Linked DNA regions of Mus musculus: region 1 is linked to region 2. Evidence: chromatin contacts called from public promoter capture Hi-C data. All regions are on one chromosome and are shown on one strand. The core of a region is the stretch at or near the end of the contact, and the rest is flanking DNA. Distances in the headings are between cores, read along the strand shown. Region 1 holds the start of Osbpl3 (oxysterol binding protein-like 3). Region 2 holds the start of Gsdme (gasdermin E).

What was found. Capture Hi-C pulls out chosen DNA fragments and counts their contacts.
Region 1: a promoter capture Hi-C map of liver shows a contact between it and region 2. The contact joins the promoter of Osbpl3 here to the promoter of Gsdme in region 2. A contact is called at or near these places in 2 of 39 promoter capture datasets (cranial neural crest and pre-B cells), 1 of 484 Hi-C or Micro-C datasets (bone marrow-derived macrophages), 2 of 115 datasets of contacts at active chromatin or transcription factors (bone marrow-derived macrophages and pancreatic cancer cells) and 1 of 9 other capture datasets (liver).

Annotation. Positions count from the first base shown.
Region 1 is chr6:50,454,986-50,457,685 of GRCm38.p6, reverse strand. Osbpl3 (oxysterol binding protein-like 3) reads left to right here and starts at 1,332. Exons shown (of 24, transcript NM_001347213.1): 1 at 1,332-1,861.
Region 2 is chr6:50,260,415-50,263,114 of GRCm38.p6, reverse strand. Gsdme (gasdermin E) reads left to right here and starts at 1,346. Exons shown (of 10, transcript NM_018769.4): 1 at 1,346-1,381.

The DNA of each region.
Region 1 (2,700 bases), core at 83-2,582, 190 kb before region 2:
CCTGAGCTGGGCGTGGGCAAGGTGCCTCAGGCCTGCTCCTCGGTGCTCCTTCCGGTTTGGTGTAGTTTAGGAAGCCCTGCATCATTTATATAGGGATTGCCGAGTGCTAGGGCTCACAGCATCAAGAAAATCTGCTTTCTTCGTCAAACTTCCCCGGCCACCTGGCAGAGCCAAAGACAGTTCCAGAGAGTGTATCCGTGGAAGGTTCCAGAAAGTGAATATCCAAACCTAGTGAATGAAACATGGTTTATACAGATGTGAGAAAGAGCCTCAGAGACGTTCATACAGGGTCAGCCTGACAACGGTCAGCCGCTGGTGGAGGCATGTACTTGGCACTCTGGAACATCTAGAGTGTCAGCAGCTGAGCCAAAGGAGCCAACATGCCCAGTTCGGTGAGGCAGGCCAGATGGATCTTAAAGGGGTTAAATACATCTGCAGTTCCTAGTGCCCAGAAAGCGTTTCCTGAGCCTGAGAGCTGCTGAGTCCTTCCTGCTATGGGAGCCTATTTGAGAACCTCCTCCCAGAGGACTTCAGGGGCCTGAGCTTCTTCCATCACCCCTTCGGAGGCTCTCTGCATGGCGCTCTCTGTGCTAACAGTTCACCAATGTTTTCCTGATTATTCACATATATATATATATATATACTCTCTTTGGTTTATCGTCTGCGTCCTCTCTAAAATGTAGGTTCTGAGAGGGCAGAAACCCGGTGTGCCTTTACCGCAGGTGCAGGATCACATCTGTTCCTGGCATTCATCATTCCCTGCCCACCGGGCCACCTGCGGCGCTGGACTCATGTGCGGTTTGCAAATTGACCTCAAATTATCAGTGGCTGACATCCAAGCTAGGATTCTGGCAAGTGGGCGGTGAAGTCGGATGGGCCTGGACATCTAGCCAGATGCTCCTGCGTTTCGATCGCAAACTACACTGCATCTTCTTTCCTAACCTATGGACGGGAACTGTAACAACAACAACAACAACAACAACAACAACAACAACACCTTTCTCCCTTCCTGCCTCCTCTGTAACCCTATACCAATCTGGACAACTGCTTCTGGGGGCCAGGTCCCCAAAGTCCGAACCAGTTTCTAATATCTTGTGTCTAACCCTTGGCTCACCACATATTTCCCCCTTATTTATTCTCAGCTCTTTTCAGTGTTCAAGTGATTATTGTCCGTTGGACTACTTTAGTCCCCTGGAATCTTCTCCTTAAAACAGCTCCTTTCGCGCGAACCTCAACTTCCTCCTAAGTCATTCACTAAATATTTATTGAAAGCCTAAGGGGCACACACTACTCTAAGGATGCTGGGAGCCGCTGCCCCGCCCAGCCACACCTACCATCACTCTCCACCGCTCCACACGCCCTGAACCCTGGCTGGCGTCACGGAATCCGCCTGCAGCTTCCAAGTCCAACGCCTCACCGCCTTCCCCCGATGACTCCTGATTGGTGGGAGTGGGAGCCACTCTGCTGCCCCCCCTCCACCGCCCTTTTCACGTTATTCCGCCCAGTGGAGAACTCAGGCTCCTCCTCTTAGCTCCCTCCCCTCGCTCCAGCTCTTCAGCTAATTGCCCGGCAGCGCGCGCCCTAAAGTTCTAGGCGAAGTATTGAGAACTGGTCGCGGGGATCGCACACCGGCCAGTAGCAGGGGACCAGGGACCCCGGCACCAGGAGAGCTGGTGCACTGCGCGGGCTCTCGCCCACCATCTGTCTGCGAGCAGCGCTCGGCGCCCCAGTCTCCTGCGGCTGGTGCTGGAACTGCCGTCGGCTGAGACTTGCAGGGACCCGAGAAGCCCGGTTTGCGTCCTTCTCGGTCTGAAGCACGCACTGGGGAATCGAGAAGCGTCCCCAGCAGCGGAACACTTAGGTGAGCAACAGGGCGTCCGCCCGCCTGGGGTTGAGCTGTGGTGGAGGCCCCGAGAAGGCTCGGGGACGCAGCCATTCTCTATGGTTCAGACTGTGTCTGTGGTGGTCCCGGGAAGCCCGGGTCCACGGGGCAGCCCTGAGACTAGGAGGTCGTCTGTCGTGTAAGCGCCAGTTTTCTGGGAGGAAGCACTCTGGTGCTGCTCACCCTGGAGCTGTGCCCCTCGAGTTACAGCCTGGCGGGGATGGACCCGGAGAAGGAGCGGATCTCAGGAGCCTGCGTGCGGGTGCATGAGGATGCCGCGTAGAGGAGCTGTCCCGGCACAGCCTGGCGCTGTGACGGGCTGGAGGCACAGGAAACCTGCTTAATTCTGCCAGGAGGAAGGCTTTACTACACCCTCGAGCTTGGGGCCCTGCGGTGCAGGCACCTCGCTCTTCGGCCTCCCCAGTCAGGTCACACCGCTCCACAGTGTCTGCACTGGGACCGAGAGCACCCTTCCCTTGGGGCTTCAAGCACTCAGCGGGTGATTGGTGCCTCTGGCGTCTCCCGTGGCATTGTCTTGTGTCCTTCAGACACTTCTTAACCAGCCGCGCGCCTCCCAGACTGTTGGAGCTGAGAGGGACATAAAGTTGTCTCTCACCTTGTGTCAGGGAACGGGGCTGGGGCATTGGAGTCCCCTCCGATGTCGCAGTGCCCTAGGAATCTGATTACTTGATGAGATCGTTTGGGTAGTGTATTTTATTTACACTGTAGCTGCAGAAGATGGTTTCAGAGATAGGTAAGCATAGCTCTGACTTTGGGTCATCCACACTCAACACTCTAAGCATCATACAAGGTGAGGA
Region 2 (2,700 bases), core at 97-2,596:
ACCAGCTTTGAGGATGACCTTAAGCTAACCGGCCAGGTCAAAAGGCGATGGACACCAAAAATCTTCATCCCCTTACATGGCTTAAGTTGCTAGAAAAGAAAGCTTGAACCGGGATAACTTATGAAGTCCACCCCACAATCTCCATCTGCCCCGTCTGAGGAACAAACGCGACAGTTCATTTCTCTAAAAGATTTTTTTTTTATTATATACATGTGTGTGTCAGGGGATAACTGAAGGGTACCCTGTATGAATCAGTTCTTCCACTGTGTGGGCTCTGGGACCCAATCAGATGGTCAGACTTGGCGCCAGGCACCTTTGCATGCTATGCTGGCCATCTCATTTAATCCAAGCATAATTTACTGAGTATCTACTATGCAGTAAGTTTCAAGTTTGGAGCCGGACACTGTCAATAAAGCAGACAAAAGTTACTGTCCTCTGAGACATGAAGATTTAGGGAAGACGTTTGTATTCTACATATAGTAGAGTGGTGGCTGTTGGAGCACAGGAGAATCATAGAGTATGGAAGGAGCTACAGAGGGTAGTAGTGTGGATAGTTAGGAGAGGTTTGACGTGAGGGGACCAAAAGAGACTCCACCCTTTTAGCAGCCTCCCAGGCTCCTCCCCACTGGGGCAGCCACAAAGTGCGGCTACTCTCTGAGTGTGTAAATCCGGGGCTTGGAGGTGGGGGTGCAGAAGGAGAATTCTCTTTTTCTATTTATTGCACGGGAAAGAACATCCTATAAAAATTGACTCAGAGGGTGCAACGTTCTGCTTCAATCCTCTCCCTCAGTTTACCAAGCGCCTGTAGGCTTGATTCTGCCTTCAGAGAGCTTACCTCTCTGATTAAGCTACTCAACACCAAGCTCCAAGCCCCAAACAAGTGCAAGGGTTGCCAAGGCCAAGGTGGGAGTTTCCTGGACACTGCAAAGCCACGCTGACAGCTCACACCCTCTTAGTGCCTGGACAGGCTCTGGAGAACCAGGGGCATAGAGAAGGGGAGGTGGGTGGGATGAGGGAACTGTAGCCAGTAGGCCACAGTCTCGTCCCCATCTTCCTCCTGTGGAGCAGATGGAGAGCCAGAGACTGACCCGGACGGTTGGCAGTTCCGGAAGGAAGACAGGCAGTGTCTGGTTAGAAGTAGTCTCTGGTGCTGCCTGGATCTCCTAGACCAGCTAGCGCCTTTAACTCTGCTGCCAGGTCCCCCAGCTCCCGGGTTCAGCCCCGCCCCCGGCGCCATCCCTTAGCTTGTGGACCGGCTGAGGCATCCAGGGGCAGGACGGAGCAAAGGTCCAGGCCCTCCCTCCTCTTCTCTGTGGGTGTCCGGGAACGCGCGCGTGCGCGTGAAAGAACGGAGCGTGCAGGACGGAGAGGCGGCGCGCGGGTAAGTGGCGGCGGGCGCGAGCTGCGGGTTCCGCTTGGGCTCCTCTTCCCTCCGCCCGCATTGTGTCCTGGCCTGGGGCAAATTGTCGGCTCCCCTTTGCCCCGGAAGATCCCCTTACATCTCCCAGAGGCGGGCGATTGGGGTAGTGATCTCCTTTTTTCTCCCCACCTTCCAGTAGGAGCAGCTGCTCCTTCTTACCCATAGTCTCATTCTCGCCCTGTCTCCATTCCATCCTTGCCCCTTCCACCATGATCACCACCACTCCTGTGGTCCTGGGATGTGGCAAGTGCAGCTGGTGTTCTCTGGCACCCCATCTCACCATGCCTTCACCATATCCCATGCATCCATCCTTTGTCTTCTAATCTCTCTCCTGTGTCGGTGTCAGAAGGATCCAGTGTGTGCATGAGTGCATGTGCAGGAAGATCACAGGCTGGCATGGGTCCTGCCTGACCTGGGGTAACTGACTGAACCTCTTCACTGTGAGGCCTTTTGCCTGGAGTGGCCGTTTGGGGAGGGGTTCTTCCCACTTGCACCCCTCAGGGAAAGACACCAGGCAGCTTCCAGGCTTTGCTGAAGCCTGAACAAAACAGCCAGCCACTCACTGGGAGTCTGAATGGGACTTGGAGAGAGGAGTCAGGGAGGATGCTCCAGGACAGCTGGGCCCAGGTGACAGTCAACCCGTAGGCAGAGTTGGGAGTGGAAGGAAAAGATCTGAGCTGTTGGAGGAACAGAATCTAGATATGCAATAACAATGAATTCTCTTCAACATGCATCACCTAGGAGTGCTTCTTGTAAGAAAGGCTGGACCCCTGATCAGAGAGAGCAGCAACCTAGACTGCCTGCCCACATCCCTGGACTCCAGGATGGCCTGCCTCCTGAGGAAGCTGTATATTGGCCACAGGGTGTTCTTGTTCTTTTTGAACTCTGGAGTCCTTGGAGAGGTCTCCTCTTTATACATAGGAATCTTCTCGTTTCTTTTTGAGATCCAGTCCTGGGAGCCTGGTCTGCCCTTGAACACTCTGATCCTGGGGCTTCTCCCATGGCCAAGTGGTAGGATTACAGGAAAGCTCTGCCAATCCCCATAACTGTGTTTACCTTTGAAAATTAATTAAAACATTTTTTTAAAGATATTATCTGTCTGTGAGGGCCAGCCTGGTCTTGGATTTGTAATTCTCCTGCCTCAACCTCTCTAGCCCTGAGTACCCAGATTACAAGCTGTGCCACCATATCTGTCTCCCTCTGATCGTAACCTCTGTCCCACTCTCCTCTGCTCCTCCTCAAAGCCTTGGCTGCCTGCTTCGGTCTGCCCTGCCAGGCTC